2 separate regions of the Larimichthys crocea genome follow, and region 1 is linked to region 2. The links are chromatin contacts, called in public Hi-C maps. All regions are on one chromosome and are shown on one strand. Each heading gives the region's core, a stretch centred on a gene start, on an enhancer-like site or on the middle of the called end of the contact. The rest is flanking DNA. Distances are from core to core; before and after follow the strand shown.

Region 1 (5,894 bases), core at 2,807-5,306, 350 kb after region 2:
TATTATTATTATTATTATTATTATTATTATTATTATTATTTAATAAGATATTTTCTCTTTTCATTTACAAGCATTCGTTGTCTAGATTGTTTGTCCATAAGCAGAAGCATTTTGCCTCTATTGTTCTGTTAAATTATCCACTTCTATCAACATCCAAGCCTTAAAACGTGCATATTCATATTACAGCCTATTGTCTGTATAACAGGCTATAGCGTAATTACGTTGCGTGTGACGCATTGGCAGTGCTCATGTGAATTAAAGCCTTTGGCGACAGGACAGGGTCTGGTTTCCATGCCCTTAGAGAGCGACAGATTAGACCCGGCTCCCCCCAGGGAGCTCATTAACAGGTGGCAGAAAGCCCTGACACCAGGAGCTGCAGGCCTGGCAGCCCGGTGCCCTCCCTGCAGCTCTGCATCACTTCAGAGCAGATGACTGACTGTCTGCTGCCTTTATGTGGTCATATTCCAGTCCAATTCATGACTGAATTGTCTGGCCTTGTCTGTGTTTGATTTATTTATTTATTTTATTGGCTACATTTATTCCATGTGTTCATTTCCGTTCATTTAAGAAAAAAACAACAACAAATGAACAAAAAAATGGAGTGGGGGGATGGTGCCAACTGTTCAGTCATTTCGTTTAAAAGGCCAAAAATACAAATAATAATAATAGAAATGCTTCATCTGCCAAATAAATGTGTCTGTGTTGTGTTCGTAGTGATTCACGGGGAGTGCCGCCTACCTGTTTGCAGCCAGCCTGGAGGATATGTATCCTCCCGGGATTTGTGTCACGATGTAGCCCCAGAAAAAAGATCCGTGAATCAGCCCCACCGTCTCTGGATCCCAATTGAACTTGGCTTTCTGGTGGATAAAGTAGAAATAACAATCATAATGTATAATATTGTCAATATTGTTAAACGAACTCTGCTGGAGGGCATTTTTTTTTCATTCAAGAAAACAAACGAAAAACATTTATTCTCTGAGTGGATTGATCCAAAGCCAGGTCTGTTTTATTAAAGGCCTACGGTTTATTTCGATCAGATGACATTGATCTGATCAGCAGGATCATTCATCTGTCAAAGACAAACTACAGACAGGCTGATGCGTGTCAGAAAACCGTGCGTGATGGATGCATAGACTGTTGGATTAATTGCTTAAAATTCGATCTAAACGCAGAAACATAAATACGTGCATCCATTTCACTTAAATAAATATAAGCTGGTGTGAATTCACACACAGGCTTTACAAAGATGCATTTCATTTTTTTTTTTTAAATAGCATCATGTCATCCACAGATTATTATGAAAGCTATCTGCCATCATAAAATAGCATAATGTCTGAGCCGCATTAACGATTTGGGCGTGTTTTAAAATATCTTAGACACATTAAAGGATTTTTACGCACAAGTATCTACTTATATTTGTTAAGAAGCTAATCAGATATGATTATTGTGAACCAATAATGTGTTTAGGAATTGATTTTATGCCCTAATATGAAAGCCAGGCCTCACACGTATAGGCCTGTCTCTATGTGGAGGAATTAATTGTCCTCCTTCTTCCACTCTTTTTCTAAGAACCTTGAGACGCTCAGCCTACGTTGTTTTTACGTCAGCAGCAGGGTTTGGGTGCAGTTGCCACACCTCTTTGATGATGATCTTGCCGTTCTGGTGGATGGTGCTGTTGTTGACCATGCCCACTATGGCCACGCCCAGGTTACACCGGATGCCGAAGGAGATGCAGAAACCCAGGCCGCTCAGGATGGCGATGATGTAGCGACGGGGCAGACCGAAACAGTTGCAGTCGCACAGCGGGGGTTTCTTCTCTGCGGCCTCCCGGGGCCGCCCATCCTCCGTCAACTCGATAACCTCACCGGTTTTCTGTCTCCTCTCCATCACCCTGTAACAACCAGGTGAGGGGACAGTGTCTTAAGTGTTCCCTCATGAAATATCATCACATGATGATTAAAACTAGAGAGATCTAAAATAGAAAATTTCTACGTAAGAAGGCCTATTTCTGTTTTCGCTGAATATTTCATTATAGGCTGAATATTTGGGTGTTTGGGGAGGTTTGTGCGCCCATCTGAGATCTCACCACAATCAACCAGCTGTATGGCTAATAATGAGGCCTCCATGCTGTGTTTTAGAGCTTCAAGATAGATGACTCCACAGACAAGAACAGATAATTCAAATCAAATCCATTCAGCTGTATTTATTTTTAAAGAAAATAACATCAGAAAAAAAATGAACACAGTTCTTCTGTGGTGCTGAAAACAGGCGAACATGTTCCTCAGTGTACCGCATTGCAGCAGCCCGCTCACTTTCACATTTCTCATTAGCATTCACGGGACCGAGCAGCAGCTCCAGCCTCCAGACACACAGACACACACGTCTGTGGGCATTCCTCAATTTTTTTTTTTTTTTGTTACCTCCCCCCCCGACAGGAATGTCACATTTACTCGCCACACACTGCAAATCCTGCATATTTAAATCCTCATGTGTGCAAACCGAATGAAAAGCAACATGTCTTATGATCAGAATAAATTAGAATAAAATAGAAATTGCAATAAGGCCTGGATTTATAGGCTTAAAAAATACACAACAACCACGTTTTTTTTCTGGAAGCCTCTGAATCCAAACTTCATCAAGCTCATCATCAATACATTTGCATTCACTTTTAATGGATATTTACTTCAGATTTTAAACCAAAAATGGATCCATAAGAAATCAATCCAAACATAGCTGAGGGTCTACAACCACACATGCTGAAACTACAAACATGAATCCTGAAATGCTTCAAAACGCACGTTGATCACGACGCGTGCGTCACTGCTTTTAAAGACAATATGAAACGCGTTTTGAATTATGAATGAATCCCCCCAAAATTTCGCGCGTGGCCTATACGTCATGTATAACCTGTCTGATAATGAGATTCACGTACAGGCCCTGCATCAGGATGGACTGAGTGTGCGAGTGTGTGTGTGTGTGTGTGTGCGCGCATGCTTTTTTTTTTATCCATCCATCCACACACACACACACACACACACACACACACACACACACACACACACACACACACACAGGCAAACATTTGATTGCATAATTTCTTCTTACTTATAGAGGCGTGACTACAGATCTCTGCAAGTTGTAAAAACATTTTTTTTTTTTGGTGTGGTGCAGACCTACACGCCACCCTCACTCGCGTGTCTCCTTAAAATGCCAATATTCACACTTAAACACGAGGATAATTGGCACGCGCCAGTCACGATGAAAAACAGCCCGTCCTTACCTGTGCATATGACCCAGGGCCTTCCCCGCAAATTCCTTCACCCCCGCCGTAGCTCTCGTCTTGACAGACTCCATATCCAGTTTCTATGTGTAGGCCTAATTTCTCGATATTATTTTACTGCTTACTCGTCATGTTACGGCGCAGGATGGCCGACCGCAGCGGCTACAAGGAAAACACGCAACAACACGCGATCAAGTTATGATAAATGTGAGTCCAGGTCGGCGAAGATCCAAAAGAACGAGCCTAATTTTCACAGTGAAATGAAGCGAAAACGCCAAAAGAAAAAAAAAAGAAAAAGAGAGAGATGGGAATCAAACGAGCTGCGCGCCTTTATTCACCACCAACTCATCTCCTGCCTGGCGTACAGTAGCCGCGCCAAGTGCCATCACGACGAAAACAAAAAGGAGTGAAACTGATAGCCAGCGTCGTAGATCGTGATGGACCCGTGTCCGCAACAACAACAACAAAAAAGAGGAGAGGAAGAGAGAGAGAGAGATGGAGAGAGAGAGGTAGAGGATGAATGGAAAAATTAAAAACGCTCAAAGTTTAGAAAGCAGAGGTGGGTGTTTGAGGTGGCTTCAATAAATCAAAGAGGGAGTGTGGCTGGATCGTGTTTCCTGTGGTGAGCGCAGGTTCATCTGACGTCGTGTTCAGCACCGAGGTCAGCGACAGCAGTTTCGCGTCCAACATCTGGCCAGCTGCTGAGCGTAAATGAAGGCCACGGTGAAAATATAACGCGCTAATGCATATATATATATATATGAGTGTGTTTCTGATGGAAATGTCATAAAACATTGGGGAGGTGTGGTGGTGGTGAAAGGGGTGGAGGGGGGTGTTTTATAGTCCAGACCGGCGCTTTACGTCGCAGACGAACGGTGTGAGATATAATGCAACTTCATTTGTATATTTTTATTTTGCGTTTTTATGCGTAAACGTGTATTAAATAATAATAATAATATGAAGAAAGGACAGTCAACTCCATGGATGAGAGCTGCAGGTCTCCCGAGGGCGGTGCTATGGAAACCAGTGTAGGGAGTGGATCCCCTCCACCCCCTCTCCGCCCAAAGAAGCTCCTCTCCTCATCGTAGGAATCCATCAATAATTTAAGCGTCTCTCATATTTTTACCCCTCCCGGACAAACACATCTTCCCACAGAGACATGAACAAAAATCTGAAAGCATTTTTTAATATTTGAAGATATCTACTAAATGTCAAAGTATATGATTTGAGCAAAATTTAGTTCAATAAAAACATTCTATAATTAATGGTGTTTATGATAAAAATAAAATGAATTTTAAATCATGATCATAATCATGATAAAACAGGAGTTTAAAATAAAGATGTTGGACAAAAGAGAGAAGAGAAAAGAGATCAGCGGCTCTTTTCATTTGTTGGTATTGAGTACCATCTGGTGGTCACTCGTGACACTGCATCTTCCTCTGTTTGAGCTAGTGCAACATTCTTCATTTAATTTATTGACCTAAATGATGTTTTATATAATATTTTCTTTGTCTTCAAGTCCTAAAGTGCAGTAATTATTGTTTATTCATCCGACGTTTGAGCTTCTCTGTACAGTTTAACACAAGAAGGCTGTTTTCACACTGTTGAAGAAGGAAAGTGTCCCTGTGTGGGGCAAAGATGATATTGTGACATTCAGTTGTGGTCCAGTATACAACTTACACAAATGTTGTTTTGGAAATACTGAGAATGGACATTTCAGTGACACTGACATCTTGTGTTCAGGGTTGAGGAAACTCCAGTGAGAGATGAACACATAAAGTTACGCCAATATTGTCTTTGATTCATTAAACAGAGGAAGAATAAAATCAGGTTAAGAAGACAATATGATGATACAACTCCAATATTTAGGAATATCATTACAAAGAATACAACTCAGAGAAAACCAAGTCACAAGTATTTCAGCCGAAAGGTCAGAGATCCTCACACACACAAAGTGATTCAAAGAGAAGTAAAAGTATCATACATTTATATTCTCCCTGCCCTGTGGCTGACATGATCTGAAACCTTTAACTTGGTTACAAAAAAATAAAGTTTAGTTGTTTTTCACCCTGAAATGTGAGTCTTCTTGAAGGTTATCTCAAGAACTATTCCTACATAGTTTGTTACCCAACTCACAACAGGCATTTGTAGCAAGTCATGGATGCGAGACGGAAAGCTGCAAACTGCTGTCACAAAATACACAAAGCATAACAAAATACAATTCAGTTAAGGTTAACAGTGCAGTGGATATATTTTGTCAGCATTTTTTGATGATGTACATTTAAGAATTTGCAAGTAGAGTTATTAGACATCATTTATTATTTATTATGATTATTATTATTATTATTATTATTATTATTATTATTATTATTATTATTTTTTTTATATGTCTTACATGTCCAGAGATCTTCAGACTGGGGGAAGGTTTACAGTAAATGGCTTTTTCTTGACCTTGCCTGTCACATCTGTTTTACCTTCTCTGGCAGGTGAACAAGAGGCAGCAGGGAATGGGTAGGAAGGCAGACAATCCCAACAGGCAGGAACAGTTTAGTGATTTATTGAAAGCAGATGTGGCTGATAATCCACAGGTGAGCAGGAATGGGACAGATACGCT
Region 2 (6,053 bases), core at 1,472-3,971:
ACATTTCAGGCTGACTGTGAAGGTTTGACCGGCCTGATCGGCGGACCCAGCGTGACGCCGGGCTACTTTTTTCCAAAAGTTGGACCTAGGTCAACTTCTCTGCAGCAGATCGCTGTGTTTTTGCAGACACCGGCACCGCTGCAGCCAAAGACTTCCCACACTCAAATTAAGTACCGGCTCCTGTTTGAATGCTCTCTTACGCCTGTGAAAAGCATTGCACAAATAGATTTTACATAAACTCCTCCCAGTGTACCTTTAAGATGTAGTTCTACCAGACGAACTACATCTGCTGCTTTGTTCTAGCTCAGTGTGCTGAAGTGTTTATTTCATCACCTGGTGGATAATGAAGCTGAGTTTACAAAAACACCAGCTTAGCCTTCATGCACTGTATTTTACTGTATGTGGAGATGCATGACTCGTCTGTTAAATGTGTACCTGCCATCAGACTTAAGTGTGTGTCATGCCAAAGCTTCAAATCTGACATTTGATTCTGATTCTGTTGTGAGTGAATTAAACGTACCACTCCATTGACAGAGAGAAGCTGGTCGCCCCTCTTCAGGCCTCCATGTCGATCAGCGATGCCTGCTGGGATGATCCGTGAGATGTATATTGGTGAGTTTTGCTCCTTTCCACCCATTATGTTGAAACCCAGGCCTTCTTCTGTCTTGGGCAGCTCCACCACACGTGGATGTGAGTGTCCCTCGCTCGCTGCGAAAGCTGCCACAGTGGCCTACAAATACACAGAGTGGTGTTAAACGTTTGCAAACACACTGTAATTACTGCATTTAACACACAGTTTAAGGGGCCTACCTTAGCTGTGGCATTGGCCCTGACCTCGGGACTGCTGTTGATGTCCACCGTTTCATACACATGTTCATAAACCTGAAGGGACATTGTTTTGTTACATTAAGTAATACATAAGATTAACTATAAAAGTCAAATAAGGACACCTCACAGGTGAGCGTTTAAAAGGACAACGTAGGCAAAGTGTCTCACTTCTCTGACAGCGTTACAGAATTCACTCTGTAAGACCCTCTGCAGCGCCTGCAGCTTCTGGGGAGGAACCTCCCCCGTCCTCTGGAGCTTATCGAGCAGTTCAACAGCACGGTTAATATCTGTCAACAAGAACACACACACCACATTTATATCTGCAAATGGAGACATTCACACGGTCAATCGATGCTTAATCAGCGCTAAAATAACACTACAAATCAAGAATTTGACTGTAAACCAACACTCAGTGTCACCCCTTAATGAATGACAACGATTAATGGTGAATCATTAAAATGTAGTTTTTATTAATAGCATTAACACCATGTCTCTGTGAGGAAGCTTGTGGTTTACGGCGCTGTTTATTTATTTACCATACATAAAGAAACTGTGAAACTATATACTAAATCAATACGGCGCCTGCCACTGGATCACACAGTGCAAAATGATATATGACACCTTCATAAAGTCAAAGGTTGGGGATCATTAGCTTGATGTTTCACAAATAAGTAATTGCCAAACAAACATGAGCAGCTGTCAAAATATATAACAACCATCTGAAATGACATCAACAAGCCACCTGCCCCCCATATTCTGCTTATACTGTGTGTAAATATAGATAGATAGATAGATAGATAGATAGATAGATAGATAGATAGATAGATAGATAGATAGATTTTATTTATCCCAAGCTGGGAAATTACAGCAGCAGCATTACACACAGTGACGACAGACAACATAAGAATAAAAATATAAAGAACAAACTGTACATAAGAAAATATCAAAAAAGCAATAGTAAATAAAATATATTGTACAAAAGTATATACAGCAAATTGGCAGTGGTGATTTGGTGCAAAGTAAGAAAGGAGAAATGTGCAGTGACTGTAAATTATGACCTGATTTTAGCTGATATTATATTTCAATAGTCAGCAGCGTCTTAATCCGCTCATGCTAATTGCCACTGTCCCCTCTATTAATTAAATAATTAGCCACAGCTGTATTCACGTGTTTTCCGAAGCCCATTATAACAAACGTGTTTTGTTTTTTTTAAAAAGCTAGATAAATGATTGTTTTCACACAGCGGGAGCTAATTGAAGCTTTTGTGGCTGAGAATGAATAAAAGTCTATTCACGTTGTTGTTGTAAATATTTCCTCCTGCTCGTCCTTGTTGGTAACTACGATGAGGCTGGTGTGACAGAAGTGTACAAAGGTTTTAATTTAACCAAACATGACAAACCAGCTCTGTTGTTGTTATTAGCCAGTTAGCTGGTGCGCAAGGAGAAACAATGCAGCCTGTAAACTCTCGTTAGTTTTGGCTCCGTGCTAACAGTGTGCACACTCAGTCAAAAGCAACACACGTTAACTATTTACAAAACATCGTTAAAGCTGCATTAACCGGCTAAATGAGACACTACGCTGTCGGAAACAACGAGCTAACGCTAGCGGAGCTAGGCTAACGTCTCCCTGCTAATCACAACAAATATTTCCGAGCTAACGCTAAAGCTAGCCGATTTTTAACTTCACCTCTTTCCAGCCGCACAGGCTCCCCGAGCGATGCCATCCTTCAAGCGGGTGGAGGTTTGGCGTTAAACGGTGGATAAGTAAAAAAAAAAAAAAAACTAAACGTGGTAATCTTGGGCTGGCGTTACGTGCGCTAAACCGAGACGATAAATCAGATTAGCAAAGTTAGCCGGGCTAGGCTAGCGGCCAGTGTCATGGTGCGTTCACGTAATCCTCGTAAAGCGGAGAAGCCTTTGGAAATCTTTTGAACAAGTGCCTCTGCTTTTAAATTGGTAATCTATCTATAACTGTGTGTTACTCTCTGTTTTTTTTACCACTATGACGTGTGCTGCTGCCTTTCTTGACCAGGTCACCTTTGTGAAAGAGGTCTTGATCTCAATGAATAATAAAATAATATTAAAAAACTCAGCGCGTTGTTTTCAGGAGGTGACGGATGTTCGTGAGCCGACAGTGAAGGCATCATCTTCAAGTATCATGAATCAGTCAGTGTTTCACTTGATTTATCTTAAAATAATGTCTAGATATGAGTATATATGATCAAATAAGACAGAAACCTCATCTATTTGTAGATAGTATTTATAGATATCATACATCAATATATCACAATATCATCTTATTGTAGTGAACAATAGAAGTTATTTCTTTTCTTCTTCTTCCTACATGTTTAGTGCCTGGGTACATATTTCCTTTCCTTATTTTTATACTTAATATATATATTATATATATAAGTTTTTTTTACTCAGTCACTTGCGGGTTACTGCATCATTCACCGTCTCCTCTCAGATCAGGGGGACTGTCACACTCTGCCCTGTGTATTGGTGACAGGGGAGCAGCCAGAACCTTCTTTGGCTTTCTGCTGACACCTGGGAGGAATGCTCTCTCTGCTGCCCTCCACTGTTTGGCTGCCATAGCTCAGCTTGACAATCTAGTACAAGGAGTCTGCAGAAACACTGCTGCTGCTGCTGCACTGCTCTCTGTGAGAGCTGAAACCTTCGAGTATGATTCACTTCTGACCACACCCCAGTTGGTGATGACATACAAAGTGTCTGTTTTTGACAGCAGATTTTAAAAAAGAAGAAAAAAAAACAACACCTTCTGTGACGTCACTGGATGAGTGCTGGTGGGGGTGGTCAGAAGCACAACACACTTGAATGTAGCACCCACATTTAATGCAATTTTTGCCCTTCTGTTAAACACAAAAGGCTCATTGATTGTGTGAAAAATGTTCAGATTTTCCCTCTTGTCTTTTGTCGTTAAGCTTTATCCACATCTCTGGCTTAAAGAAATACTACATCTCACTGTGAGATCTATTCACATGCATGATTTATGATCACAAAAGATGACACGGGCTGACTTTTTCTGCAAACATGAGCTTTATCCTGGTTTAAAGACACCCGTGATTTCAGTTACTTTGTCCTTCTACTTTAATAACTGATTAGTGGATGTCAACTTCCTATTACCTAATCTTAAAGAAAAATAGCCCGAAGCTTCAGCTCATGATGAATGGTGTTGCTCAGAATGTCTTAAATACATTGCAGATGTGTCAGTGCTCAGACATGTTAATCAGATTTTACTAAATCTTTCCAGTTCTATCTTGAGGTGGCATAACAACTGCTGTTCTATAATCAAATGACTTTGGATCATTTTACTTCTTATGTGATGTGTGTCGCAGTGACACAAAGATTGGATCATTTTCGATGTTGCATGCTTGCCATCGTTCTCAGGTGGCGGCGTAAAGACTCTCTATTTGTTCTCAGCTTCTGTATAAGAAAAGGAACTTACAGCATCTTCATCAGCCTCCTCTGGAGGATCCGAGAGAAATAGAAGAAGAAAGTGGAACATCTTTCCTCTGTGCATGTAAAAAAAAAAGGTTTTCTCTTTTCAGCTGTTTGTTCTTTCCAGATCTCAAAATGGCACATCCGGTTCTCTTCAGGAGGTGACACTTACCTTCAGGTTGACGAAGAAGAAGAAGAAGAAGTAAAATGAGGATCAAAACATCACTGAAGGTTTTGATGAAGGTTCGTAGCTTCCTTTTTATATATGGAATATGTCATATTATGGGTAAATTTGGAAGTGTTTCGTAGTTTTATTGTCATCTTGCTACGGCCTTAAACTGTGGCATCTAGGCTTGGCAAGAAAGGGGTTGTCACTATGTAATGCACTAAGTTATGATGTGCTGCAGGGAATGTTTATATGAAGCTGCACTTATCTTTTAACCCAAATACCAAACCATAACCTTCCCCTTTTGGTCACCGTGAATGTATGCTGCATTAAGAAAGGAAAAGATTTAAAGGTGGGATTACCATGCACTAATAAAACATTTTTGGATGTATATATTCAATGTACACAAACGTATGGGTGGGTGAATCCATCACTGTCAAACTCAGGCATGCTTAATGTCCATCATACCCTACTTATACTAGTCTTCTCTTGTATGTGTAGGCGCTTCTCATGTGATGTAAAGTTCATGTAATTGTGAAATATCATGTATGCAGCTGGCTGTAGACCTGTATATGTATATATGTCAAGGTCTCATATGTATCATAGTTATTGTATTCCAGTAATGTGTTGGTGTGGAGCAGGAAGGGGTTCAGGAGCATTTTTCCACATGATAGAGCTGCAAAATATGCACCCACTCTCATTATTACTGTCGCTATGTGTAACCCAATACATTCACTCCTTGGCTACTTAAAACTTTTCTTGTAGCCCGTAAAGTTTTAAAATAACTACATTCACTATTATTGAGCATCCTGGTCGTTCATGATTTTAATTTGGTCATTATTGGCAGCGTTCGTGAAGCACATGCATGTGTGTATATATGAGTGTGTGCCTGCCTTCCTCTCTCCCTTCCTTCCTTCCTGCCTGCCTGCCTGCCTGTCTGTATAATAAAGTCTATCCTGCCTGGAAATGCACTGTTGAAACTTTATCGACATTGATTTTGTTTTTCAGTTGCCTATAGTCATTTTTATTTCTTCAAATATTTCAGTTTAATATTGCAAACAACTTCACAACATACAAAATGAATAATATTAACCCAGAAACATTTTAATGAATAAGTCTTATATATATAATATATATATATAATATATAATATATATATATTAATATATATATATATATATATAGTTTTTTTTATATATATCTTGTCCTCTGGTGGGATAAAAAAATAAACAGCAAAGCTTTGACAACAGCACCTTGACATAGTATGTAATTCCAACATTACCTTGAGAAGTTTAGAACAGTAAACAGATAAATTACTTGAGAGGAAAGTTGTTGTTTTTCTGCTGAATATGTAAACGGAATGTTTTTTGGTCAGCATCATATCCTTTTTTGTTGTAAGTGGAGAATTTCTCGATTCACAATTGAAGCAGCATGCAAGCTTTTGAAGATGGAACTGTCCTCTCTCATTCCTTGCCTGTTTTTTTTTTCCTTCATTTTTTCTAATTCTTGGCAACGTAAACAAATCACAATGTCTTGAGGAATGTGATATAGTAATTTAAACTGGGCGCAAATGACTGATCAGATTTTTTTTAATTGTTTAC

Evidence for each region. Hi-C and Micro-C count contacts between places; a contact is called where the count stands out from the background.
Region 1: a contact with region 2 is called in a Hi-C map of muscle, with 4 times the contacts expected there. The contact joins the promoter of slc17a6b here to the promoter of lin7c in region 2. A contact is called at or near these places in 3 of 7 Hi-C or Micro-C datasets (all in muscle).

Annotation. Positions count from the first base shown.
Region 1 is chrVIII:11,184,093-11,189,986 of L_crocea_2.0, forward strand. slc17a6b (solute carrier family 17 member 6b) reads right to left here and starts at 4,057. Exons shown (of 12, transcript XM_010731227.3): 1 at 3,281-4,057; 2 at 1,636-1,891; 3 at 739-857. The coding sequence starts at 3,354. It overlaps LOC113746386 (a long non-coding RNA gene), which reads left to right. Exons shown (of 3, transcript XR_003462825.1): 2 at 715-860; 3 at 1,570-1,666.
Region 2 is chrVIII:10,833,213-10,839,265 of L_crocea_2.0, forward strand. It overlaps lin7c (lin-7 homolog C (C. elegans)), which reads right to left and starts at 2,722. Exons shown (of 6, transcript XM_027281521.1): 1 at 2,515-2,722; 2 at 997-1,115; 3 at 811-882; 4 at 521-730. The coding sequence starts at 2,551. bdnf (brain-derived neurotrophic factor) reads right to left here. Exons shown (of 2, transcript XM_027280979.1): 2 at 5,660-6,053.